Regions from separate parts of the Mus musculus genome. Here regions 1, 2 and 3 are each linked to region 4. Evidence: chromatin contacts called from public HiChIP or PLAC-seq and promoter capture Hi-C data. All regions are on one chromosome and are shown on one strand. Each heading gives the region's core, a stretch centred on a gene start, on an enhancer-like site or on the middle of the called end of the contact. The rest is flanking DNA. Distances are from core to core; before and after follow the strand shown. Region 1 holds the start of Tmem151b (transmembrane protein 151B). Region 2 holds the start of Foxp4 (forkhead box P4). Region 3 holds the start of Spats1 (spermatogenesis associated, serine-rich 1). Region 4 holds the start of Tbcc (tubulin-specific chaperone C).

Evidence for each region. Promoter capture Hi-C pulls out the DNA fragments that hold promoters and counts their contacts. HiChIP or PLAC-seq counts read pairs in DNA pulled down with a chosen protein or histone mark.
Region 1: a contact with region 4 is called in a promoter capture Hi-C map of hippocampal neurons, with 2.5 times the contacts expected there. The contact joins the promoter of Tmem151b here to the promoter of Tbcc in region 4. A contact is called at or near these places in 3 of 39 promoter capture datasets (the 3T3-L1 cell line, hippocampal neurons and liver) and 1 of 115 datasets of contacts at active chromatin or transcription factors (large pre-B cells).
Region 2: a contact with region 4 is called in a promoter capture Hi-C map of liver, with 2.6 times the contacts expected there. The contact joins the promoter of Foxp4 here to the promoter of Tbcc in region 4. A contact is called at or near these places in 2 of 39 promoter capture datasets (liver and pre-B cells).
Region 3: an H3K27ac HiChIP or PLAC-seq map of microglia shows a contact between it and region 4, with 6 times the contacts expected there. The contact joins the promoter of Spats1 here to the promoter of Tbcc in region 4. A contact is called at or near these places in 4 of 39 promoter capture datasets (the C10 cell line, hippocampal neurons, liver and 1 more) and 1 of 115 datasets of contacts at active chromatin or transcription factors (microglia).

Annotation. Positions count from the first base shown.
Region 1 is chr17:45,545,930-45,552,619 of GRCm38.p6, forward strand. Tmem151b (transmembrane protein 151B) reads right to left here and starts at 3,748. Exons shown (of 3, transcript NM_001013749.2): 1 at 3,354-3,748; 2 at 832-1,272; 3 at 1-25. The coding sequence starts at 3,470.
Region 2 is chr17:47,921,055-47,927,738 of GRCm38.p6, forward strand. It overlaps Foxp4 (forkhead box P4), which reads right to left and starts at 3,578. Exons shown (of 17, transcript NM_001110825.1): 1 at 3,152-3,578. Gm46601 (a long non-coding RNA gene) reads right to left here and starts at 5,785. Exons shown (of 3, transcript XR_003952247.1): 1 at 5,700-5,785; 2 at 4,865-4,979; 3 at 4,420-4,760.
Region 3 is chr17:45,472,637-45,479,157 of GRCm38.p6, forward strand. It overlaps Spats1 (spermatogenesis associated, serine-rich 1), which reads right to left and starts at 2,302. Exons shown (of 8, transcript NM_027649.3): 1 at 2,163-2,302. The coding sequence starts at 2,178.
Region 4 is chr17:46,888,566-46,895,940 of GRCm38.p6, forward strand. Tbcc (tubulin-specific chaperone C) reads left to right here and starts at 2,056. Exons shown (of 1, transcript NM_178385.3): 1 at 2,056-3,898. The coding sequence starts at 2,125. The coding sequence ends at 3,150. It also overlaps a transcript of Bicral not described here.

The DNA of each region.
Region 1 (6,690 bases), core at 2,498-4,997, 1.3 Mb before region 4:
GTGTGTTGACCCGCTCGTGGTAGACCTGCAGGAGGAAGTTGGAGTCGCAAGGGGAGCAGACTGCAGCTTTTGTCTACTCATCCCAACACAGACAGAAGTCCTTATAACTGAAATCATTTCCTCCACCACCACCATCATCATTATCTCCGCCCCCTCCCTCTCCCAGCCCCAGTGGGTTTATTAAACCCGTAAGTGGTGATTGCCCTGAAAACCCTGTACCACGCACAAACACCTCCTCTAAGAGTCTTGGCCTGAGACCCAGAAACCTGACTTTACATCTACCTCTGCCAAGTAGAAGTACCCTCAGGCAAGTCTGAGCTGAGGTCTCCTTAGCTGAGAATAAGTACTTGGTAATAATTACTTTACTGAACAGGTGAGCATATACAGATGAGGTCATCTGCAGACACAAAACACTAAACAGACTCCATCCAGGAGCCAGCCAGCTGAGTTTAAGTCCCATCTCCTTACCTACTATTTGACCTTGAACAGGTTTTGGGTGGTTTTGTTTTTTTGTTTTTTGTTTTTTGTTTTTTGTTTGTTTGTTTGGTTGGTTGGTTGTTTGGTTGGTTGGTTTTTACCACTACACATTCGTTTGCTCCTTAAAATAAAATGGGGGGATACACCTACTTCATAGGTTTGCTGTAAGAATTAAATAAACCGTTTTAAGCCTGTACGTGCCTGAAGCTAGGTTCTGTTGGTGTTTGTTGTTATTACTGGATACCCAGAGGGGCTCACTGCTGTCTCCTGCTCCCTCACGGGCAGAGAGAAAGGCAGGCAATAGGAGAAACCTCCTTCGTCTTGAACAGCCTGTGCTCCCCCACAGCCCCTCACCTGGGTAGTAGTATAGGCATCTCCATTGCGGTATCGGGTGACCTGTCGAGTTCGTCGGACGTAGTGATAACTGATGGCCTTCCACCAGATGCAAGGGGTGGCCTGCTGCATGCGGCCCACGCGCTCCTGAACGCTACTCACATCCACACGGTGCTGCAGCTCGTGGCGGGCTTGGCAGTGCCAACACTCCACCAGGTAGACCGCGTAGAGCATCAGCAGGAAGGCCAGGGGGATGTAGACGTAGCCGTTGGAGCAGGGGCTGTCGTGGTACATGAGGCTATTGCCCTGGTAGGCGCTGCTGAAGGTGAGGCGCGTCACTGTGGTGACGTGGCACCAGGCCACTGCCCCCAGGCAGCCGTACATGAGCAGGGAGAGCAGGAGGCACTTCCAGTGAGACTCCCGGCAGAGAGATTTGGTGAAAGAGGGCTGGATGGGCCGCTGCTGCTCGGATGAGAAGGGAGGGCATGCCAAGGTGAGGAGGCGGGAGCCAGCACAGAGGTGAACAGAGATGGAGAGACAGTAGACCAGCACCGGGGTGGCAGACAGGAATGTATCGGGAAGAGACAGAGATGGGAACCAGCAACCCGAGATAAACACAGAAGGGTCCCACACAGAACCACGAGAAAAGGGTGACCAGAATGCCAACATGGGAAAGTACAGAGAGAGACACCACAAGAGGCGGAGAGAGATCAGAAGTGGAGGCCCAGATGGATAGAATGGTATCCAGAAAGAGTTCCAAAGGCAGACACAAAGATGGCGATGAAACAAGAGAAAGGGTGGATGGGAAAAAAAAGGAATAGACAAACAGGCATTAGCAAAGGTAAGTCCTCAGCCCAGACCCTTTCCAGAGGTCCCAGGAGAGTAAGGAGGGACCCACTGACATCATCTCCCCTCTTAACAGGTGGGGCCCTGACCTCTTGTAGATATTGCCAGTCCTGGGTTGCAAGAGGAGCCATTCTCCGTTAGCTCACGCACCTCTCTCTCCCTCACAGACAATCTAACGCTTCCAGGTCAGTCTCATCCTTCCCACCTCCTCTGTGTCCTTCTGTGAGTCTCCCTACTATTCACACACACACACACCCCTTCCTGGTGAGCACACATTCTTCCTCTCTATTCTAGGATGGGAAAGAGGGAATGGGGCCCCTTGGCAGAGGAGATGGGGGTATGAACCATAGGTAAGGAAGACATTGAAAGCTCTCAGGCATTTGTCACAAATGTTTGATCCTCTCCCAGGGCCATTCTGTTAAAAGCACTTGGTACCTTCTGAGTTGTTTACATGTCTAGTTCTCCACCAGATGGAGCGCTCCTGAGGGCAGGGCTCATGTCTCATTCTCTTTGCCTAAGTGACACCCAGCAGGCACATAATCAATAAAGATTGAGTTTGATTGCTCAAATAACCTGTCTTCCACTCTTTTTGCATTGTTGCACACATGTGTGTATACACGCACACACAAAGACACACACACACACAAAGACACACACACACACAACCTTCTGATGCAGTTCTGACTGGCCCCTTTAATTCTTCATGCCTGGCCTTGGGACCAGTCAGAAAGAGAGAGATAAGGCAGTAGAAACCAAGTGTTTTAACCAAGTTAACAGCAGAGGCCCTAGATTTCTGGGCATAGTTAAGAAGAACAGGAAACAACACAGAGCAGGTACCTGCAAGGCAGTAAGAGGACAGCCTTTCAGGAGCTGTGCCTTTGGAAGCCGAGTGTATAGGTGCACCTGTGTGCCCGCCTGGTCATGTGCTTGTCCCAATGTGAGTACAACCGAAAGGGGCTACCCACACGTCCATCCCCACTCTCCTCCTGCCTCCGTGCAATATGCACGGTGTGCACCAGTGTGGATGCAAGGCTGGAACTTAGAGTTTCTACTTCCCTTAGTTTCTTTGTCTCCTGGTTTCAAAAGACTAAAAGTAGGACCCTAGCAAGGTACCGCACAGTACTGACTCAGAAATTCTTAAGCTTAGTGCCCCCTAGGGGGAGCATCAGGCATTAAGAGAGAGAGGTGAGCAGCAGCCCCCTTACACACACACACACACACACACACACACACACACACTCTCAGTGACACCAGGGGGTATGGCCTTTGTACCCGTCTGATCTTCCTATGATCCCAGCTAGGGTGACAACATCACTTCCCCCAAGGCACTCTTCTTGCCTCCGAGCACTCCCAGTCCTCCCTCCCGGCCTTCAAGGTGGGATGCCGCCCACCATCCTCACCTGGGGGATGGCCTAGCCCTTCTCTGCTAAGCCGGGGGTCTGCGAGGCTCCGCCCAGGGCCCCTCCCCCTGCCCCGGACCCCCGTGAGCCCCGCCCCCGACACGGCCCCTTCCTAGCCACAGCGGACTGCGCGGGCAGCCAGGTCGGGGCAATGCTGCTGGACTGCGGCTGCAGCGGCCGGCTCGGGGTGCGGGGCGCCGGCCGCTCTGCGGCGGAACCGGCGGGGACCGCGCGAGGTGCGGGGGATGGGGGCCAGGTCGCGGTTGTACGGGGGAACCGGGGACCGCCGGCTCTCACCTCCTCTCGGGCGGGGCCCTCGTCCGCCGATGCCATGGGCTCCTCTGGGACCCCGGAGCCGCCACCGCCGCCGCCGCCGCCGGCGCTCTCTCCCGCGGCCGAGCCAGGGGGGGACATGGCGTAGAGGGGGCGCGTTGAGCTCAGGACCTCCCGGGGGGCTGCCAGGGGCCGGGGGCATCCTGCGCTGGTCCTGAGGAGGGGGCGCGAGGGGCGGGGCCCTCTCTGCTCCCCACCCCCCGCCGGGGGGAGGGGGCCTAGAAAGGGCACGGGGGAGGCTGGAGATGGGGGGATGGGTGGGAGGGCGGACTGAAGGGGCCGGGCTGGGGGGGCCGGGGCCGGGGGCGGGTGTCACCTTGAGGCCCTCGCGGCGCCGCTCCGCCTCCCGCCCGCTCCCGCCGCCGCCTTTTGTCTGAGCCGAGCTGGAGCCAGCGCGCCCCCCCTCTTCCTCCCAGTGCATCAGAGCCCCGCCCCCAGCCCCCCAAACTCCGCCTCCCCCAAGCCTTCCTAATAACCACCACCACCACACCGCTAAAGGGGAGAAGCAACAGGGGCTCCCCGCACCCTTTCTGTCTCTCGGCCCTGTTCACCGCATCTTCCTTCCGCCTGCCCCTTCTGGGAAGATCTCAGCCTCAACTCCTCTCCAGCTGTCCTCTTAGAAGGGCCCTGGCGAGCGGGAGGATCAAGCAGCGTCGGTCTCCCATCTCTGGTCCCACAAGTCCTTGAAGCTGAAGGCTGGGGAGAAGAGAATGAGTCTGGACATTTTAGGGAAGACCCTTATTCCTAATTTGTATGGTAAAGGGTTAAGGCAGAAGCCGGACTCTAGAGGCGCTGAAGCTAAATCCAAGAAAGGACTACTGGAGGGCAGAGAGAGGAGCCGCAGGGAGGCTCTCCCTCCTTCCCAAGAGCAGCCCCAGAAAAGCGATCAAGTGCATCCAGTTCTCTAGAACGGGGGGGGGGGGGGGGGGTGTAAAGGACACCTGAGTCCTAACTCTTAATTCTGGCCCTGCCATAAGTTGTGTGGCCTTAGACAAACACTTTCTCTCTCTAAGCCCTTGTTCTGTTCCTCCCGGGTACAATGAAAAAGTCCACTAGTCTGCCGAGGTAGGGAGGTCAAGTCACAGACCACAGCAAGCTGAGTGACTGCCAGTAGCCAGGCCCTGTATGCTGCCCACCCACTGCTGCTTTTCCCTGCGTTGACTAAGACACACAAGAGACTGGCAGTGTTCTGCCTGCGTGCATTCCTGGTGTATCCATAAGTAAACAAGTACTCGGCACCTACTGTATGTCATGTATAGAAATAAAATGCAATTTCCTACCTTCAAAAGGCACAGCCTAGTTGAGGAGAAGACATGCAAACCAGTCATTATAATAGATTGTGATAAAGACCGGGCAATGGTTGTTCTGGGTGTGAATAGTCACTGTGCCAACCCACTGTGTTACTGGGGTCTTTGTCAGACAGTAACTGTTCTTCCTTACCCGGAGGAGACCAAGGCATGAGGAGGACAAGTGAGTGCTTACGGAACCACCTGCCAGCACCCACAGGATGACTCCTAGACTTCAGAGCTTTCTCTTTGTGAAGGGAAGTGACACACATCTGAGACAAGAGGATCAATACTTAAGGCCAGCCTGGACTAGATACCAAAACACTGTCCAAAAAAAAAAAAAAAAAAAAGGGTGTTAGGTAGTAGGTTGGGGTGATAGCTCAGTGACAGAACACTTGTCTAGCATTTGGGAAGAACTAGCTTCAATTCCCAATTCCAGAAGTTCCTTTGGAGCAGGGGATGACCTTGAGGCAGTGTTGATATCATATCTGATCTCTGGGGTTAGGAAATAAGCATACTGAGGTGCCAGGTTTCCCCTTGCCTCTTCGGATCAGGAAAGCCACTCCTTGTATCCCCCCACCTCTGCCTGCTCCCCCCACCCCAGTGCTTCTGCTTCCACGCCCCATTTCCTATTCCTCCCTCCTCAGAGAGAACAGATGGTCTTCTATTCACCTACTGCTTTGAAGTGTCAGCCTGAATGACCCTCTTTAGATCAAAAAGTCCGTTCTCTCCCTGAACAGGACGTGCGGAGTCTCCAGAAGGGAAAACTTCTCCTTCCCACCCATGACACAAGAGAAATCTTGATACCTCATTCTAGTGGCTCCAGCCCACTGCTTCGCAGCCAACTCTAGCCCCTCACTCTGGTTTCAGCCTGTCTCACCACATTCTGTCTTCCCTGTACAGACAGAAGGCCCAACACAGGACTCTATGCTGTCTCCTAACCTACATGAACGACTCATACTTTCCATTTGGCTATTGCCTTCCCCCTGATGCCCATTACTGTCTGTCTCTCAGGGGACTCGACCTCAAACAGAGGACAGCTGTAAAAGGGACAATTCCTGGGGCTGGAGAGATGGCTCAGCTCTTAAGAGCACTGACTGCTCTTTCAAAGGTCCCGAGTTCAATTCCCAGCAACCACATGGTGGCTCACAACCATCTAATGCCCCTTCTGGTGTTCTGGTGTGTCTGAAAACAGCTACACTGTCCTCATATACAGAAAATAAATAAATAAATCTTTAAAAAAAAAAAAGGACAATTCCCTTTGGTCAACTTCAGAACTCCCAAGAGACTACTCCCATCTTCTCTGGTCATAAACAATATCTTTCCTTGGAAGCGCCAGGGAATGGGGGATTGAAAGGAGGGGGCAGTGAAAGAAGTTGACCGCCTGGTCACCATGGAAACTGGGCCTGTTTCCCTGAAGATAAGCCTAGTGCAGTGGGCAGGGGTGGGAAGTAGGGCTATCCAAAGAGAGGCAGAGAACACCAGCACCCAGCACGGAGGGAGGGGCTGGGTAGCGCCACTGGCAGAAGGCTGATGTTAATAAAAGTCAGAGCCTGACCACATTGCAGCTTGAGTCAAAGGTAGCACTGCCACTGGGTCCTTCTTCTAACTCCTGGAGTGACAGGCTTCCTGTCAGAGTATAGGCACTTTGGTTGAGGCTGTCGGTGGCTCAATGCTGACCTCATATGGTCAATGCAGGGATTGCCACACACCTGTTAGGGCTCAGGCCCATACACCCAGTCGGGTTGAAATAGTTATCCTTAAATGTGGCTTCTTTGTGAATTAGAAAAGTGGTCCCTTGCACTCCTGTAAGTCGGGTTCCCCCATCGATGATGTTTAGACCTTGGTAAGAGTTTCAATGAAGAAAACTTATAAGACATAGGATTAGGTCAAAAAAAGCAAGTTCTGTTTTTCTAACTATGGGTTCTTGGGCAAGCCAGCTAACTTCTCTGGGCCTCGGGCAGGTTTGGTTTTTTTTTGTTTTGTTTTGTTTTTTTGTTTTTTTGGTTTTTTTT
Region 2 (6,684 bases), core at 2,328-4,827, 1.0 Mb after region 4:
AAGCAGATTGTGTCTGGAAGGGAAACCTTCCAAAAAGTACTATGGGTAGCGAAGGGTTAAAATGTAGAGAAGAAAGGACGGCTTCAGGGGGAGATGCCCTTCCCTTCCCTCAAGCAGTCCTCTGAAACCAAACCCCTCCCATGCCACCCACCCACCCCCACCCCATATCTGTCTCTTCCAGGAATCCGAGGTCCACAGACCAGAACCCCCACCCCACCCCATGACAGCACAAGGGTACCCTAGTACCCAGCCTGGGATCTGCCTAGACAGGGTAGGAACTCAGCAAACACTGAGGAAATTACCAGATCAAAGAAAGCCACTCTCTTCCAATCCTCTGGGGGCCCTCCCCTGCTAAGCAAAGGTGTGTTTGGAGTCAGGGGCCAGCAGGATATGCACATTCCTAGCAAAATGGGACTGACCAGACAGACAGTCAGAAAGGAAGTTTCTGTCCAAAGGTAGAAGAAAGGGGCGGGTGCTCTAGGAAGGAAAGGGAGCAAGTCCCCCAACAAGTTTGGCCTGACCAGCCCTGCTCCCCCACGTACAGAGGTTCCTCAATTCCAACCCCCTCCCAGGGGCCCAGCCTTGGTGCCAGAAGAGACTCTAGCTACGGTCTCCTCCATCTTACCGCCAAGGCTGGAAGTAGGGTAGGGGCCGTGGTGGAGTGTGTGTGGTACACCTGTAATCCCAGCATCCCAGAGGCTACTGCAAAAGAAGCATACTGAGTGTGGTGGGGCCAGCCTAGGCAACATGAAGAGACAATGTCTCAAGTCTCCCCCTCCTTGCCCAGAAAACAACACAACACACCAATAACAAAACAATCAGGCACTTAGTGATCCCCACAAGCTGAGATTCGGATAGCACAGGATCTGCAGCGAGTGTGTGTGTGGGGTGGAGCACAACAGTCCCCGATACCCAGGCCACCTTGCCCAACAGCCTAGACTGGTGGTCCACTGCAGTCTACACTGATCTCAGAGCACCTCAGAGTCAGCAAGCCACTGAACTGTCTCTCCAAGCTCCAGAGAACAGTCCCTGAATCACCCTAGCAAGGAAGAAGTTTCTCAAGTTTAAGGAGAGGGGAAAAAAAATTAAGAAAGAAAAAAGAAAAGAAAAAAGGAAAGAAAGAAGAAAAGCTTGCAGACTTCCTACAGCGGTTTTCCGCGGGGGCGGGTAGAGGTCGTCTGAGGCCGACCGCTCCCCTTCAGGAGCCTCCTCCTGGCTCCCCGGTTGAGATCAACCAGGGGCTTAAAATGCCGGTGCGGCGGGTACCTAGGCCATGGGGCCAACCCACTGAGATTCACGTGGGTGGGGATGGGAAGGGGGTGATGGAAGATTAAGCTTCGCCAGGAAGCGGCGGAACAGCGTGGACCACCCGTTCCTTTTTTCATGGGACACTCGGGCAAACCACAGCGACTGTCGCTGAAACTGCATTCTCTCTCCCGACCCTGAATTACAGACCCAACACCGTCGGTTGCCAATCTAGGCGGGTGCTCTGCAACCCGGGCAAAGACGCTTTAAATTCGAGGTTAAAAAAAATCCCGCATTAGTCAAAATTCTTCTGGGATTGCTCCGGAACCGCCAAACGATGGCTCGGAATCAGGTTTGTTCCTCCCGGCCCCCAAGTCCACTACCCAGCTCGGATCAGAGCGCCGCGGTCCGCCGGGTCCGGACCGGTGCAGGGGTGCACGCCACAAGCGCTGATCTCCAGATATCTGAAATCCCAGGTGCCAAGGAAGGGAACCTGGAAACCCACAGGGCAGTGTTGGCGCAAGAGGCCCAGGGTGCAAAGAAGAGGGGCACTGTCTGAGAGAAAGAAACCCCGCTGATATCCCCGACCTCCCAACCTACAGAGTCGCCGGATGCAATAGCAGAGTGTTCACGAGGTCGCTTCAGTTTCGGGGTGGGGTGGTGGGGGGTGGGGGGTGGGAGGAGGTCAATCTGTGATGGTTAGAGCCTTTGCCTCAGAATCCGCGTCCCACGAAATCACACGTTCCTTCACACAGGTGGCCACGGCCCCGGGTCTCCCAGGACACCTCACCACCGGGTGCCACCAGGTTCTCCTCCAGTGAAGCTCAAGAAGTACAAGTTTTACGGAGAAGCAAAGTGCAAGATTTGAGCGCCGCGGAGGATGGCCGCGGGCCAGAGGGACGCTGGGGAGACTGTCTCACGAGTCACCAGAGTCTTCAGTCTGGGGGAATGGACTCCACTGCTCACTCCGGCAGCTTCATCTCTGGTGGCCTTGGGCCCACTCTCCGTTACCTTATTCCCTCACTCTCAAACCTCACACTACCCCGCAGGAGCTCTGTCCGAATGAGGAGGGTATCCACTAGATTAGTTCCCCACCGATCAGCTCCGGCGCACGTAAATAAATAAATAAATAAATAAATAAATAAATCACAGGGGCCATTACCAGTCTCTCTCAAGTCCCCAAGAAGTTTTCCGCTTTATCTCAGATCTGATTAAGAGATGCGGGAGTGGGGGGGGAGGTTGACTAGTCTCAGCACTTTCGAAGTGTGACCTCCACAAACCAAGGCGATGAGGTGTTTGAGATTGTTGCCCCCCCCAACACACACACCAACACACACACACAGACTCAAGTCTTTCTGTTTGTCCTGGGGAGTCCCGTGCAGACTGGACTTGGGGGGATCCCAGTTCACCACTTCCCTTCCCGGCTCAGGAAAGTCCGGGCCGGGAAGTATTCTTTGTCTCACTCCGGGAGGGGGGGTCGCGCCCCCTAACACCCCATTCCCAGCAGCGAGGCCAGGAGGGGGCGGAGCCCAGATTCTTGGGGCAGGGCGGGCCTCAGTGGCTTCTCCAAGCCGCCCCCCCTCCGCCCCGGCCAGCTTCCCGCTGCCCCCCAGCCCCGCGCCTCAGCCCCCACCTGTTCCCCAGACAGCTCCGATCGGCTGGGGGCCCGGGCCGGGGGCAGGGTCTCTCAACTCACCAGGGTCAGTGCTCCGCGGCCGGCCCAGCTGGAACAAAGTGCTCCGGCCCGGGGCCGGGCTCCTCCGGCGGCCGACGCGCCTCGGGCGGGCAGTTTGCAAACACAAAGTGAGCCGGGGAGCAGGCGAGAGAGTGAGCGAGCTAGGGAGTTGGACGAGTCCCCGGCCCAGCCCCCACCCGGATCCCTGGGGTCCCTGAATCGGCCACCTACCTGTCCGGCCCGGCCGCTCAGTGCGGGCTCCGGCCCGTCAGCCCGCACGGGGCATGGGGCTCGCTCGGGTCGCAGCCCGGGCCCGCCGCCACTCGCCGGGGCTGCCCCTGCGCTCCGAAGCGATCTTTCTAGCGCCGATCGCCGCGCGCCTTAGCCCCTTGGGGGCATCGCACTTTGGAGGATGGCTTGGCTCTCTCCAGCTTCCGATCGTCCTTCCCCGGGCTCCGGCGACGCTCCTGAGCTCGCTCCGGCTCCGGGGCTCCGGGACCCCGGCGTCCCCGCCCCCGGCCCAGCCCTGGTTCCGGCCCGGGCTCCTCCCCGCCGCGCCGCGGCCGCCTGCGCCGCGCCCTGATCGCGTGTTGGGGGGCTCCGTCCCGGCAGCTGGTGGCACTGTCCGGTCCGTAGGGGCGACCGGCTCCGGACTCCGAGGGGCTGCGACTGAGCCCCGGCTGCGAGTGGCTGCGAGCGATCGGCGCGCGGGCGGGGCACACCGGGCGGGGGGACCGGAGGGGTGGAGGGAAGGAGGGAGCGCGCCGAGCGACAGGGAGGAGGGAGCGAACGAGCGAGCGGCGGAGGGAGGGGAGACTAACTTCTAGTGCTACCATAATTCGCCTAAAGCAGGTGCAGCCACTTTTCCCCCTGAGAGGCGGCCAGCGGCAAGCCGAAGAGGACCACGTGGACCAAACTTTGGGGAAGGAAAAAATGGGGACGTGGGGCTACCGATCTGCCAAAGTCGATAGGCCGTAGAGTTTCACAGTGGACTGGGGACCCATCCGATGGGAGGCTTTATTAACTCTGGCCTTTTCCTGGAACCTGGAGGTACGGCCAAGTCCTGCTGGCACACGGTTCACTGGTTTCGGGCGGGCTGCGCCTGGCGCGGGGAGTGGTCAGGACCCCCCCCCCCCCAGTCCGAAGCCGACGTCCAGCGCGGGCCCTGCCGCGCCTCCCTCTGACTCCCCACTGTGTGGGGGCTGGGGCTGGGGAGGCTCTTTCTGGGCTTTGTGAACAGTCTTTTCTCCCATCCCGGCGCGCACGCGCTGCCGCCTCGGTCTGCAAAGGGGAATTTCCTATAAAGTGCTGTGAGAACCGATGGAGAAAGGGCTTCAGGCTGGATCCACGCGGGCCAAGCACAGAGCAAAGTCGAGGCAATTATCTGAACAAATTAGATTGTAAACAAAACTTGGCGTCCCTGAATACCGCTTGTGCCCAGGGGGACCGTGAGGATGGGGGTGGGGGTGGGGTTGGGGACGCTGGTGTGTGTTTGGGTTGGGAGGGGGAAGTCCGGGCACGGAAAGGCCCAGGTTCCGAGGGGGAGGACTAAATTGGGTAGCAGGAGCCAGGCTCAGACTGGTGGAGAACTGAGAGAGAGAGAAAAAAAATCCTCCCACTCTCTACCCAAACATCTTCCCTTTCGGGTGTGTGAAGAGGTGAGGGGCACGCCTCAGGGACCCTCCGTGTTTGGCCCACCCTGCCCAGAGAAGTTATGGGTTGAGCACAGGAAGGCAGTGACTCTGGGAGACCCTGTTGGCTTCGGGTTACCTTGAGGCAGGTGACCAAGGGCAGGCAGACCCCATGGAGGATGAACTGGGTAAGGACTGGGCCTGGTTTCCTGGGGATAACATATTTTGGAGAAAACTCTTAAAAAAAAAAAAAACACAACAACAACAACAAAAACGGGTTTCTGAGATAACAGCTTAAGCAATTTCTGCTCACCTATTCTGCCCCTTTTCCGTGGGCCAGGAGCTGAAAGGTGGTAGTTACAACCCAGCTCTGAAGCATCTCTGTTTGCGCAAGTGGACAGACACAAAGAGGGCAAACATAGACCCTGCTGAAATTTGGAGACACACAGATGTCAAGCTGGATAGGGCTGCTGTGCAGCTTGTTTAGGTATTTGCGTTGCGGGATGCGTTGAGCAAATCGCCTCCGGAAGTGCTAAACACAAGCTCTCCCACCTAGCCACGCCCACAGCCCAGCTCTTTTATTTGGACTGCATGGTGACCGGTCCAGTAGAAATGAAACTCAAATGACAGTAGGTGTAGTGGCCAGCTCTTGGGTGGTAAGGGCAGAAGGTTCAGCAGTTCAAGGTCATCTTTAACGACAGATGGGGTTCCAGGCCAGCTTGGGCTACAAGAGGCCCGGTTTCAAAAATCCAAACCAGTGCTGGTCAGATTGCTCAATGGATAGAGACACCTATCAATTCCCTAAAGTTGGACCCTGGGACCCACATCTTGAAAGTATTCTCTTGGGCGGTTAAGAGCACTGGCTGCTCTTCCAGAGGTCCTGAGTTCAATTCCCAGCAACCACATGGCTCACAACCATCTGTAATGGGATCCGATGCCCTCTTCTGGTGTGTCTGAAGACAGCAACAGTGGACTCATAGAATAAATAAATAATTCTTAATAAAAAAAGAAAGTATTATCTGACTTCTGCGCATGCATGCACACACATAAAATAAATTGTTATTTTTTTTTTGTTTTTAAAACATCTTTTAATCCAAAACAAACAACCAAAGTCAAGGACTAGATAGTAGCTACCATGTCAATCTTACCTCCTGGCAGGTATGCTGGCTCTTGAATCTTCATGATTATTCCACAGGGAAGATCTTTTGTTAGCTCTGCTTTATCTAGGAGGAAACTGAGGCCAAAAGGACACTTGCCATGTCGAAGTTTACACCCTAGCTGGATGGAGCAGTTCCAACCGGAGCAGTTTGTCTCGGACAGGGTTTTATTCTGGAGCTCTTGAACCGGAGGGTCTTTGTATTGCCTTGTGTGGAGAGGCAGCTGAGTGGCATCATGGTGTACAGACAACCAGGGACCCTTGGGCTAGTGACCCTGCTCCAAAGTTTTCTTCCCATCTTGTCTACAACAGGGGCTAAGGGGAAAGTAGCAATGAGAGACTGACTAGGACAGAGAAGGCAGGTGTGCGCCGTCACAGAACTCTGCCCCCTTACTTTGCCACAACAGTTCCTTCCTTGCTCCCACAGGGCATGCTGGGAAAATAACTTTTGCTTTTTTTTTTCTTTCGTTTCAGTTTACCCCTCTACTCAGGCCTACTCAGTCCCCTGCGGGACTGTGGAATTTGCGAGTCAGAGTGGGAAGCCCAAGGGAGTCAGAAGACCCCATCTTGTCCTAATTGAGGCAATTCAGGGGAGAAAACAGACCTCTTGAAAGAAGGTAACAGAACAGACAATGTCTTGGTCACAGTAGCCAGTTCAGAGTCCTTTCTCTCAGTTTGTGTCAGTTTGGAGGGGTTCCCCCACAGGAATCCTGTCTTAGACAGGGTTTCTATTCCTGCACAAATATCATGACCAAGAAGCAAGTTGGGGAGGAAAGGGTTTATTCAGCTTACACTTTCCACATTGCTGTTCATCACCAAAGGAAGTCAGGACTGGAACTCAAGCAGGTCAGGAAGCAGGAGCTGATGCAGAGGCCATGGAGGGATATTCTTTACTGGCTTGCTTCCCCTGGCTTGCTCAGCCTGCTCTCTTATAGAACCCAAGACTACCAGCCCAGAGATGGTCCCACCCACAAGGG
Region 3 (6,521 bases), core at 1,052-3,551, 1.4 Mb before region 4:
CTCACAGTCAGCTATTGGATGGATCACAGGGCCCCCAATGGAGGAGCTAGAGAAATTACCCAAGGAGCTAAAGGGATCTGCAACCCTGTAGGTGCAACAACAATATGAACTAACCAGTACCCCGGAGCTCTTGTCTCTAGCTGCATATGTATCAAAAGATGGCCTAGTCGGCCATCACTGGAAAGAGATGCCCATTGGACAGGCAAACTTTATATGCCCCAGTACAGGGGAACGCCAGGGCCAAAAAGTGGGAATGGGTGGGTAGGGGAGTGGGGGGGGGGAGGGTATGGGGGACTTTTGGGATAGCATTGGAAATGTAATTGAGGAAAATACATTATATATATATATACACAAAAGAAAGAAAAAGAAGACCTGGGACCTAGGAGACTGGGAACAAGGCTGAGACTTCTCCAGCCCCTTTTGCAGTACACTGGCTACTTACTGACCTGCAGTCATGACAGCCTGAGCCTGGATTCACCCCGAAGGGTTTGGGGGAACTGTACCATCGTCTGGACTCTGTACCCTCAAGAGAAACATGCTCCCATTCTTTCTCCTCTTCCTTAAGAGCCAGTTATGGAGTAAGAGCATGGGCCTGCACAAACCTGCCTTGGAGTGCTCAGTTCCACCTGAAGTGCCCCAATCTCATAAGTAATGCCGCATTTCTACTAATATCTGAGCAAGCAAAAACATGGATATGGACAGACCCTAGGGCAAAGCCCAGACTCTGTGCTTATTAAACAAAGCACGAGGCAGCTCAAACCCCTGGCTCCCTTTACTCGTTTACAATATACTTCCCTGCTGTTAGAAGCTCCAGGCAACCACACAGTCAGATCTCTGCCTTGTCTTGTTGTTGGGACAGGGTCTCACGCAGGCGAGACTGGCCTCAAAGTTGCTGTATACCATGAGAATGACCTTGAACACTGCGATCCTCGTGCCTGCCTGTCCTGCACAAGCACTGCACGTGTGCAAGCGCCAGCTTAGCTCCTCTTTTTGATGGAAGTCTCTGACTGATCAGATCTCAAATGTAGACATGAGCTCATTGTGTGTAGCCCCTAACTATCTGCCTTAGCTTGGATCTGCAATGCTCTCCAAAAACCCATGTTTTAAAGATTTAGCTCCCAGTCTGTCATACTGTTGGGATGATGGGACTGTTTTAAAAGTCAGAGGGCATGGAGGTGGAGAGAGTTAGAACCCTTGATGCTCTTGCAGGGGGGGGCGGGACTTCTATCCCCAGCACCACGTGGTGGTTCACAGCCATCCATAACTCCAGTTCCCGGGTATCCAACGCCCTCTTCTACCTTCTGCAGGCACCAGACGCAAACTCAGTATACATACATACAAACAGGCAGGCAAAACATACATAAATAAAATAAAGACAACTTTAAAAAAATAAGAAGTCTTGGGTCGTTGGGGTGCCTCTGAGTGAAAGAGTGGGACCACAGCCATCCCTTTTACTCGTCATTATTTCTTGACTAAGAGGGAGACGCTTTGATGATTGCCACTATGATATGCCACCAGAGGGCCAAAGCAACAGGACCTTGACCATGAGCCACACCTGGAATGTCGGGGGCCTGTGAAGCAAAAGATGGAGAATTCCGGGCTACTCTGGGCTACATATGAGGTAGCAGTGCTTAGTCTTTAAAAAAAAAAAAAAAAAAAAAACCTATAAAGCTATGAGTCCAATAAACCTTTTCTCTCCATAAGCTTATACACCCATCCAACCTTTTGATTTCCCAGAACTCAATTGTATTTCTTTTCCACCTTAGTCATGCCCAAGTCGCTTTTCTCTGGAACCTTCTGCCGCTCTCTAGTACAGGCCGCTCTTGAGACAGAGGGAAGTTGGCGGACGGGATTGCCATATCCAGTATTCATGGGCTCACCAGTTCACACAGTGAAAAGCAATCGGACCCAAAAGGTGCTTGTTAGAAAGGCTATCATTCAAAACCAACAGACCCCATAAGTCATTGAAATTCAAGAGGCAGCGCAAGGGAAAAACCTAAATCTCACTGGACCTCCTAGCGGTGTTCACGGGTTTGAATGTCCTGCCCACTCCTCCTCCTCCTGACTCAGGGCTCCCGAAAGTACTCGCCCCGCCCCGTCCTTGGGTCTCCTTTCCACCTCTGAGTCCCACCCTACTTCCCTGGGGGAAGCCCTTCATCTACCCTTGGAAGACTCCATGGAGGATGTGGCCCAGATCAACGCACCAACTGGCAGCGGAACTGCCAAATACCAGGATGCAAAGCGAAAGCAAGGGCGTCTACCACCGCCTGCAAGGCTCGGTCCAGGGTTGCCAGGACAACGCGCCACTTCCCGCGAGCTGGCGCGCTACTCTTGACGCACCTATCTTCCTGCACCCGGCGCTCCGGCCTGGGTTGAGGATGGAGGTCTCAGACCTCAGAGCTGCAGAACCTCAGGATTTTGTTTTAGTTTGCGGCTCTTTTCCAACAACTGTCATTGCTACTTCTGTCACCTCGGGTGGCCGTGTGCGGTGCACCCTCTACAGAGCTTGCAGATGTCGGTGTAGAATTGGCATCCTGATTAGACAGGATTCACCCACCACTTACCGCTCCTTTTTCTGGGCCAGGCGCCCTGCTGGATGCTGTCTTGCCTCAGCAGCCAGCTGCGTTTTTCAAAATAGAAAACTGACTTTGAACAAAGGCTCGTTCAAGGTCATCCAGAAAACAGATTCACTCCCAAGTTCCACCCTTACAAAGCTATCTTTCTCTCCATGGTATAGACTGAAATTTATCTTTCTAACCCTTTCCCTAATAAATCTCACATAGAAACGCCCCCCATCCCAAGCTTAGTCTCTAAATTTATATTGAGACCTGGTTTGGGGGCTGGGCAGTGGTGGCACACGCCTTTAATCCCAGCACTTGGGAGGCTGGCTGAGGCAGGCAGATTTCTGAGTTTGAGGCCAGCCTGGTCTACAGAGTGAGTTCCAGGACAGCCAGGGCTACACAGAGAAACCCTGTCTCAAAAAAAAAAAAAAAAACAAAAAAAGAAGGAGGAGGAGGAGGAGGAAAAGAGAGAGAGTAATTAATATAATTATTCATATTTACTTGTGTGCTGTATGCATGTGCGTGCACATGTATCAGGGACTCACTTGCCCATGCATTTGTATATGTCAGGTGTCTTCCTCCGTTGCTCTCTGCCTTACATTTTTGAAATAAGGTTCTTGCTGAACCCGGAGTTCACTGTTACAGCAAGGAGTCCCAGGGAACTACCTATCTCTGTCCCACCAGCTTATAGATGTGCCATATGGCTTTTAGTAGGTCCTGGGGTTTGAACTCAGGTCCTCGGCTTGTGCAGAAAGCACGTTACCCACTGAACCCTCTCCACAGAGTGGTTCTGTTGTTAGTAATTGCATTGATTGCAAAAGAAACAACAGAAGGAGTATAGAAATCTTGAAACTGAGCTAGCCAAATATTGCTTAGACGGAGTAGATCCTCTCCAGGCCACGCCCTAACTGAGGAGTCATCCAATAGGAGACGGCCACTGGGGTTATAAAAAAGAAGCCAGAGCTGGACAGTGGTGGCACACACTTTTAATCCCAGCACTCTGGAGGCAAAGGCAGGTGGGTCTCTGTGAGTTTAAGGCCAGCCTGATCTACAGAGCGAGTTCTAGGACAGCCAGAACTATACACAGAAACTGTCTCAGGAAGAAAGAAAATGAGAAGGTGGTAATGTCAGAATGGCCACTGGTGGGATCAAACAGCTGAATATTGTCAGTTTCACAGGATTAATTTTAATTGTAAAATAGTAGTATTCCTATCAGGGACTGCAACAGGTTAAAGGCACTGACAGATTAGAAGACACCATCTCTCTCTGGGGCAGGAGCAAAGCATTGTTAAAGTGCTGTTAATTGCAGCTGAAGTGCCTTTATATAGTGATAAATCCTGTTGTAAGCATCCCTTTTAATGTGATTTTTTTTCCTTTATAAAAAGCTAAGACATTGGGGCCAGAGTGGCTTGACTTTTATTTTATTGAGTCAGGGTCTCTCTGTGTAGCTGCAGCTAGCCTGGAACTCTCTATGTAGACCACACTGGCCTCAACCTCACAGATTTGCCTGTCCCTGCCTCTGTGTCCTGAGTGCTGAGATTAAGTGGCTTGACTCCCCAGTTGACAGGTGTTACATCTTTCCCAGGCACCCTGAGTGCCCTGATAGGACTGGCATCCAAACAGCCAGGGGACTGCCCTTATGCTGGTGGCAGGCACTGGAACGCTCTGAGGAAGTTACACACCAACCCAACAACCGCAGCTCTCTGGCTCTTGGAGGCGCAACCCCACCTATGACTGCTTCCAGCCGCTTGCATGGCACTCATTGTCTTCAAAAGCTCTAGGGAACTCTAAATGATCTTGCCCCTGATCGGAAGAGGAACACTTTCCTGGCAGCCCAGCAGAAAGCCTGCCACTAGAGCAAACATAGTCCTTCATTTGCATGAGAGTCTGCTGTGATTGGTGCAGGCACCCCTGGCTATATAAGCAGAGTTCACAAAGCTCCCTTTGTATAGCATAGTAGGTACGAGACATGCTTCTGTGCACCGTCTTGGGATTGGAGTGGTTGGTAGGGCCAATAGAAAATGATCTTTTCATACTCTGTGTGTGCGCGTGCATATGTGTGTGTATGCATGTGTGCATGTGTGTGTGTGTGCATACATGTGGAGACGGTGGTCAAAGGCAAACATTTTCTTCAATCACTCTCTGCCCTATTTTTTGATAGAGGGTCTCTTACTGAATAGTTTACCTATCTAGTCAGCAGACCCCAGGAAGCCATTTATCTCTGCCTCCCTAGTGCTGGGATTAAAGGTACATTTCTCCTAGCTTTTAAAGATGGGTTCTGAAGATCAAACCCAGGCTTCCACACTCTTTACAGACTGAGCCAGCTTCCCAGGTCTTCTCGCCTAACTCCCTTAGTAGAGTAGACTCAGCTAGTAACAGAAAGATTGCAATGGCGGCGCAAGCAGCACTGGAGATTATAGCAAAAGACCAAGAAAGAAAACCCAAGAGTTCCTGAGAGCTGCCAAGCCATAGGGGCCAAGTTTCCAGAGAACTGTAACAGAACCCACCATGAAGAGCTAAGATAACAACATCCTAAACAATGCCCATGGCACTGGTTGCTGCACGAGGAAGGGTCCCAGTACCTGCGGCCTGTACAAGAACTGTAACCCTAAAAGGAGCAAGCCATCTGCTGCTGCTTGCTCTGGTCTGCCACCACTGCAGTCAGAGCCGCTGATGTTAAAGTTAAACCTCCAACTCGAGAGCCGTGAGTCTCTGGCTTCTAAAAGCTTTAGAACTCTAGACCTCTGGGCTTGGCCACTCGGCTCAGTTTGCCAGGACTGGAAGATCTTGGCCTCGTTGTTCAGTGATTCCTACGGAGCTCCTGCCATCTGATCAGAAACAGAGAGACTGGACTTGAGCCTGCATCCCTGACCTCTATTCTATGGGGCCCAGCTTTCCTCAGTTCAGTGACCTGGAGTTTGGTTCCAGGTGAGGTAGAGAAGCAGGAGCTGTGGACCACATGCAGAGCTGAGACCCTGGCAGTCACAGAACAGGGCGGGAGGGGGAGACTACAGGGACAGACAGACAGACAAAACACAAGACAGATGGTGTTCTCTGTTTTCCCACACCCCCTGCTATCCCATCCCCTTTTTGAGAGAAGCTGGGGCAGAAGTAAGAATTAGGTGTCTGGGGATAAGAGAAAAGCAGCCGGCCGGGCCACCGAGGAGAAAGATATCAGATAAACTCTCCCTCTTCCCTCATGGGTCTTAGCAAAGCACGCTGGGAAAAGAAAGTTGAGCCAGGCATTATCTGAGGAGTGTCATACATTGGTAAAAAGGCCGTGTGCTTGTTAACGCCAAAGAGCTGCAAGGTAAATTGGGTTGGAGGCCTCGCAGCTCCACCAAAACCCCTCCAGGAAAGCAAGCCTTCCCTCCTCAATATCAGAAAAAGGAAACCCACTGCCATTCATCGCTGGGCCTGTCTATACCACCGGTGTCCACCAGAGGGCAGTGTAAACCCAGGCATGGGGAAGAAGATGCCCGTCCTCTATCGCAACCTGAAGGCTGAGGCCTCCTGGGAGTCTCTGAGAAATCAGTGCTGGATGACACAGTCTGCTGAACCTGCAGTGGGGTAAGAACTTATAAGTTACCCCAGATCCAGCTAACGCTGCCAGCCAGCCCCAGATCTACAGTGGAGCTTACTGTCAGCTTAGGTCAGGATCCATAATTAGAGAGACCTTTTGTGTTCCAAGAATAGTGCTCAGGGAAGACTCAAAGGTGAAGAAAAAACAGACTTGGAAGCAGGTAAGATGGCTCAGGAAGTAAAGCGCCTGTCCCCTAAGCATGAGAACCCGAGTTCAATTTACCATACCGCCATAAAAGAGCCAGGCAGGCGTTTATCTTCTGACTTCAGGAGACAGACCGTTTTAGTAGTGAGCCTCGGTCCTCACTACAAGCCCACAGTCCCAGGCCTTCACATGAGCACTCTTTGCAGTGAGGGCTGTGTTTGTCACCTCATTAC
Region 4 (7,375 bases), core at 806-3,305:
CGTTTAATCTCCATAGGTTAAATCTATTTTTCATCTGGAGAGACGGCTCGATGGTTAGCACCTATGCTCTTTTATAGGACCTGAATTCCTTCCACCCACAGAGCAGCCACAACTACCTGTCTACTCCAGTTCCAGTGATCTGACGCCCTCTTCTGGTCTCCAGAAACACCGCATACTGCATCGTGGAGCACATGCATCGACCGCACAGGAAATACTCATATACATAAAAGACAAATAAATAAATCTAAAAAAAAAAAAATCTATCTTTCAGGAAAGAAAGCGGCTCTTACATTCCTTTCGGGGACCTGAACAAAGTCATCAGCTGTGTTTCAAGAGTCCAAAATTCATACTTTTGTGAAATAAAAGTGCTTTCAAAAAGTAGAAAACAAGAGCCTCATCTAGCTTGCCCAGGAAACAAAACTGACGAAAATAAGGAGCCTGCATAAGTGACCACCGACCGCCCCCCTCATCGGCGCTCTGTTACAGCAGGTATACAGACAAGAACACAGTAACATGTGATCTCCCACTCCAACCCTCCACCTAGGAAAGAATTTGCCACCCAGTGACACTTGTCTTTGATTCTGTAGTGTAATGCTTTCTCTTCAATCAAGATTTTGTGCTTGAGGTTTGGATTTTTTTTTTTTTTTTATGGTTAGGAAAGGAGGCAAATGGGACGTGAGGCTTGCAACTCAAGTCTTAATGCCAACTTAATTGAATGGCTCTCGTTTCCTCCCATCTTTATCTGCAGGAAAACGCAGGCATATTGGTAAATTTTCAAATGAGTATTTTGGGCAGTTAAAAAAATCCCAATTAAAAGAACAAAAATGGAGGTTGGCAACAAGGGCGGAGATGGGGCTGAAACCGAGAACTGTATGGGCCACCGAGTCCAGAAGGCACGGTGGCTGAAGGCAGCACGCGAGGATGCCACCCGAGTCCTCGGCGGCCGCCGCCTTGGGCTTCTGCCAGGGACTGCACGGTCTTGGCTGCCCACTCGCACCTCGGGTTGGTCTGGACTTTAGGCTAGGCTCGTTCACTTCCGGTGACAAATCCCTCCCACCACCTCTAGAAATAATGTACCGTTTCCCCATCGCCTTCCTAAAGACCGCCGGCCCTATAGGGAGAAGCGAGGCGCTCCGGCTGAGGGTCTTAGCCCCGCGCGGCCAGCGGTTGCCAGCTGCGCAGGGAGTGGCTGCCACCGCGTCAGGGAGCAAGACGGTGGGGGTGGCATGTCATCCTCCCCCGCCCCCCCTCCGACTGCAGCAATTGGCCATTAAAAAAAATAATCTGTTTTTAGACTCCCCCAGGAACCCCGGAGCCCGCTCCAGCGAGGAACCCAGTCTTTCCCATAGCGGTGATTTGCGCTTTCTTCCCGCCCCAGTAACTGCCCACGGGGACCCAGACGCCCCCAGGCCGCGCCGAGCTGCAGTGGATGGGGGAGGGCAGGAAGGATGAGGGTTACCGGGGCGGCAGGGACCGGCTGAGCAAAGAGGTGATGGAAGGGAAAAGGGAAAGGGAAAAAAAAAGAGAGAGAGAGAAAGAAAGAAAAAAACCCAGAGGCATGCAAGCGGTTCCCTGGCCAGCTGTTCCAGCTGCAGCTTCCTCCGACGCGGTCCGGGAGGTGCAATAACCCCCCCCTCCATCTTTCTCGCACTACCTGTCCCCCACAACACCACAAGCACAGATTCCTCCCCACCACCCTGCAGCAGATCTCCGGCCTGTAAGGGGGTAGCAGGGAGGAGCTGGGGGGAGGGGGAGGCCTGCGAGTTTCTAACCTTGTTCTTATAAACAAACCCACATGTGCAGCTGCCGCTGCTGCAACTCACCCCACAATCCCGGATATAAGTCCTGCCCCTTTAAGAAGAAAAAAAAAAAAAAAAAAAAAGCTTCACCCGACTGCCTCCCACCCCACCCATCCACCAGGACCTTTGTCTCCCCACCCCCTCCTGTCAGCCGGCCCCGCCCTCCTTCCCGCCCCTCCAACGCGAAGAAACCAATAGGCGAGGAGAATATGGAGGGAGCTGACGTCACCGCAGCTGGCCAATCACAGCGCGCGTTGGTGGGAGGCCTCGCGCGGAGAGCGAGCGCTCGGAGGCAAGGCGGCGGGGGAGGAAGCCTGGAGTCAAGATGGAGGGTGTGGACTGCTCCATGGCTCTGGCCGACGCTGCCGCTGGCTCCCCGCGGGACCTGAGCCTGGTGCCCGAGCGACTTCAGAGGCGCGAACAGGAGAGGCAGATAGAGGTGGAGAGACGCAAGCAGAAGCGGCAGGACCAGGAGGTGGAGGAGGAGAAGAGCGGCTTCTTCGCCGCCGCCTTCGCCCGGGAGCGCGCAGCGGTCGAGGAGCTGCTGCGGGGCGAGGCGTCGGCGGAGCGGCTGGAAGAGGCGGCCAACCGGCTCCAGGGCCTGCGGAAGCTCCTGAACGACTCGGTGCTCTTCCTCGCCGCCTACGACCTGCGGCAGGGCCAGGCGGCGTTGGCGCAGCTGCAGGCTGTCCTAACGGAACGTCGCCAGGAGTTGCAGCCCAAGAAGCGCTTCGCCTTCAAGGCACGGAAGAAGGATGCTGCGGGGACCGCCCAGGTAGACGCCGCACCCGTCGCCTCGGCGGCCCCTTCTCCACCGGTGACCAAGGAGGAGGAGGGAGCTCCCGGGGCCAGCTGGGCCTGTGGCTTCTCCAACCTGGAGTCCCAAGACCTGGAGAAGAGAGCTGAAGAGCTGCACCAGCGCGACGTCCTTTTGAGCGACCTGACCAACTGCACTGTCAAACTGTGTGGCAATCCCAACACCTTGCGGCTTGCGAAGGCCCGCGGCTGCAAGGTGCTCTGCGGCCCAGTGACCACCTCTGTGTTTCTGGAGGATTGTCGAGATTGCGTCCTGGCTGTGGCTTGCCAGCAGCTCCGTGTGCACACTACCAAAGACACGCGCGTCTTCTTGCAAGTGACCAGCAGGGCTATCGTGGAGGACTGCAGCGGCATCCAGTTTGCCCCTTACACCTGGAGCTACCCGGGGATCGACAAGGACTTCCAGGACTCCGGTTTAGATAGGAGCAAAAATAACTGGGACCAGGTTGATGATTTCAACTGGCTGGCCCGAAACGTGGCCTCCCCAAACTGGAGTATTCTTCCTGAAGAGGAGAGAGACATCCAGTGGGATTGAGCACTGGCCACACTCAGTGTGATGTCCCATTCGGTTTACCTGATATTGTCTTATGTTTGCGGTGATAGGGGTTAGAAATTGTTGAAACTCCCCTCCTGTGAGTCCTATTAAATTCATAGCAGTGTAACAGACTTTTGCTGGTTTGGCCTTCCCCTGCCTCCCTTTGAGTATGACAGCGTGAAGAATTAGGGGGAGAATGGAGGAGCTTTGAGGGATTTGCTGTTCTTACCGTTGATCACAGGGAGTGATAAAGTGGGTCTTCAATAAATAATAAGGATGTCCGGAGAATTCCATTAGCGGACGGTTTAAATGGAAGAAGTAGGCCCATAAAAGCTCCATTAACGGCTGTTTTCCTCCCACTAAAGGTTTGTTCTGTGTCTTTTTCAGCAAGGCTATGAAGACTCCTTCCTGAACCTCTGGAATCCAGTGTTGTGTTAGGGCTGAAGTTTTGAATGGCCTCCAAGAGGTGTAGGAGCCAGCTAGCTGTAAGACTGAAACGGTTAAAGTGGCCAGCTCCCCTCCCTCCGTCTTCCTTGTCGAGACATGGGGTCACTATACACCACTGGAACTCACAGAGATGCCCCTGTCTCTACCTCTAAGCATCTGCACCACACCCTGCTCATGTTTCTTTTCCCTCAAGAGCTACAAGGCCATTTCTATTCTCACCATGTTCATGTGAGAAAACAGGTGGCATCAGGTCACCGCTCATGTGATGTGCTGCTGGAATTGGAAAGTAGGTGTGGACTCATCTTTGTGTTTTGTTTTGTTTTTTTTTTGTTTGTTTTAAAGGTGAGCCCCCATCCTAGCCCATGTTAACCTGGGACTCACTCTGTAGGCTGGCCTCAGAACTCAGCCTCCTGAAGGCTGGGATTTGGAGCCTGAGGCTTCACTCCCCGTGGTGCCCCATCTCTACAACACACTCAATAGCACTGAACTGGGAAGAGAGCTAAGCACAGGCCACATTAAGTTGCCCGTCATAGCCATGCGGCTAGCGGTCATCCAGAGGTCAGTGTGCTGAGTGAAGTTCCCTAACACCCTCTCTTACCGCCTTGTTCCCCTCCAGAAACCACTCCAGCAGTATTACTTGCAGCATTTACGTTTTTTGCTTTGATTTGCTTTTGAGAGTGGTCTCACTGTGTAGCCCCAACTCTGGCACTTGCTGTCGCAAAGATACACTTGGCTGTCCCTCAGTAATGAGGTTGCAGGTGTATCTCCCTGTATCTAGCCTGGGAGTTCATTTTAGGACGTGACTGTTTTAGGTTTTAATATGCCTTTAATGCCTTATGTTTGATATATCTATATATATATATATACTGTCTCCAGAAGAGGACTTACAGTAGCTTCTTGGGAAAATGGACTGACAGGATGTCAATAAGTATAGGAAGGGGCCTGGGTGGCCTCAGACGACAGCACTGTTCCTGAGTCAGAAAAGAGCCAGAGTTTCTTCCCCTTACCCACTAGCTGTGGAAGGGAATGCTAATAGTTTCAGGATGTGCAGCATCTACTAAGGAGAAACGTCAGTTACTTAAAAGGATAGCAACAGGAGAGGGATGCACGGAGCAGTGTTTTCGTCAGAGTCGGTCAGTCAGCTGATCACTGCAGGAAGCAACACACCAGTAGCATACGCTAAGGGCCCTGCAACTACTCACTACATTTAGAGAAATTCTGGTGTTGGTTAATTCTGGCATTTGATCTCCATTATCACTAGGGGGAAAAAAAAAAACAAGAATAAAAGTTAAAAATATTGGGAGCCGCCAGTGGTGACACACGCCTTTAATCCCAGCACTTGGGAGGCAGAGGCAGGTAGAGCTCTGAATTCAAGGTCAGTCTGATCTACAGAGCAAGTTCTAGGACATCCCGGGCTACACAGAGAAATCTTTTGTTTTTTTTGAGACAGGGTTTCTTTTTTTGTTTTTGAGACAGGGTTTCTCTTTGAAGCCCAGGCTGTCCTGGAACTCACTCTGTTGACCAGGCTGGCTTCGAATTCAGAAATCCACCTGCCTCTGCCTCCCAAGTGCTGGGATTAAAGGCGTGTGCCACCATGCCCGCCTGAGACAGGGTTTCTTACACAAAGAAATCTTATCTTGAAAAACCAAAATAAGGAGAAAATGAGTCAGTAATTAGAGTGCTGGGGCTGAGATGGCTCGGTGGTGGCCGAGGACCAGCCTCAGTCATTGGAGGGTCTTAAAAATGGTAGGATTGGAGATTTGCTACTGTGATGCGGAGTAAGTTGGACTTACATAACCGAGGAGGGTTACCCTCAGTGGGAGGTGCAAGCCGCTGAACAGCTCAACAGAGACAACACGCGGAAGATATCTAAGCCCAGACAGAAGCCTTTGAACAGGCATGCAGAGGCTGCTGCAGCCATGTCCAAGGGGCCCAACTATTGCTTGAGATGGCAGCAGAACGTGGCATTGTCCACATGGTCCTGTCAGACATACAGAGTGCTGGGGTATGGGATTATGGCGGCTGTCACCGAGAGTTTTGAGAAAGGCTTATGGAGCAAGAAAATCTAACAGGAATGACTCCTCAGTGAAAGCAAAGAAAATGGAATTAACACCTTCTGGAATTGGAAAGATATATAGATTTTTAAAAGTGAAAACATGAACTAGGTATGGTGGTACATACGTGTACTACCAACATAGGCTATATAGTAAGACCCCTTTCTCTTACACATATACAAAAGTAAATAAAATCATATATCTGCATAAGTAAAAAAAAAATGGTAGGATTGAATTGGCATGAAATCAGTCTCAGGCAAGGATGCAGGTGCCAGCTGATGGGTGACTCGTCCTGAAGCTGCGCTCAGAAGCAGCTTTCACGGTTTTCTCTCTCTGAGTGCATCTCAGTCTTTTATTGGCTACACACTTCCTTGTTAAGTAATAATTCATAATCAAAAGCCTTTTCATTATTTTCCTCAGACCCATTGTTTTTCCTGAAAACCCCCGTGTAACTATGTCACCGAAAAGCACAGCACACACATAAAGTCACAATTCAGTCTCTATAAAGCAAGTTAGACGTTAACTCTTAACTCCCCGAAAAGCCCCCGTATCACAGGTCATCCAGGCATAAGCTTGTGGTTACAACATTAGCGGAAGAACAAAGTGCTAGCAGGTCAGGGTGACGTTAATGTTTTTAACTTGCCTAAATTTGTAGGATCTCTTCCTCCAATTTATTGAACTCATCCAAATGTTACTTTTCAAACTCTTCCATGTGCAATATTAATTCCCCTTGCAGCTTCTCCCAGGGCTCCCTCACAAGCCTGAATTCTAGCTCTTAGAATGGGTACCCTAGTTTCCTTGGGCAGGCAACACCAGGGGCTCAGATCAGTGTGTTCCCATCTCTCCAAGAAGGTCAGTTCACTAATCCAACAGCCCTGCCCCCCCACCAAGGTCCCAACTCTTCTGCCCACCCCTTTATGTCATTATATGTATATCTTCCAATTTTGCCCAATAATATTTCTGGATCAAGCTTTGTATTATTAGAGCTCTCCCCTCATGGGGGCTTTCACCATTGCTCAGTGGTCCAGTAGACCCAGCTATTTCTTCTATCTTGTCCCTTGAAGTCTCTGGACATTCCTGTCTTTAGTGACCCAGGTCCAGTGTTCCCTTTCCTTGGCATATTCAATTCTCTTTTTTTTTTTCGAGACAGGGTTTCTCTGTGTAGCCCTGGCTGTCCTGGAACTCACTCTGTAGACAAGGCTGGCTTCGAACTCAGAAATCCACCTGCCTCTGCCTCCCGAGTGCTGGGATTAAAGGCGTGGGCCACCACGCCCGGCATATATTCAATTCTCTTAACTACTAAAGCTTCAGGCTTCTCCAAAACATTTCCTGCTTCAAATATTTCCTGGCATAACTTCATCATCATCATGAGTTGGCTGGAATTTCCCAGGGAACAATTAAGGCAGTCAGCCTCCGCATCCGGAACCCCTTGTCCAGATACATCTGGGTTGGCTGCTTGAATGGCCTGGACCAGAGCAGTTTGTTCCTAACAGACATCAGAGCCATCTCCTTCTCTAGTAACACCCTCAACCCCTTTCCCAGAAACTTCCCAGAGTTGTATTTAAGGACGAATATGGTATAGAAAAAAAGCTAAACAGACGCGCATACAAGAAAAAGAGCCACACTATCTATACAACAGAGAGCCACAACCAGGTTGCCCCAGCAAGCGGTCAGAGGGCTTGCTGTGTAATCTTGATCTTCGTCAGGGAGGCAGAGACAGGAGA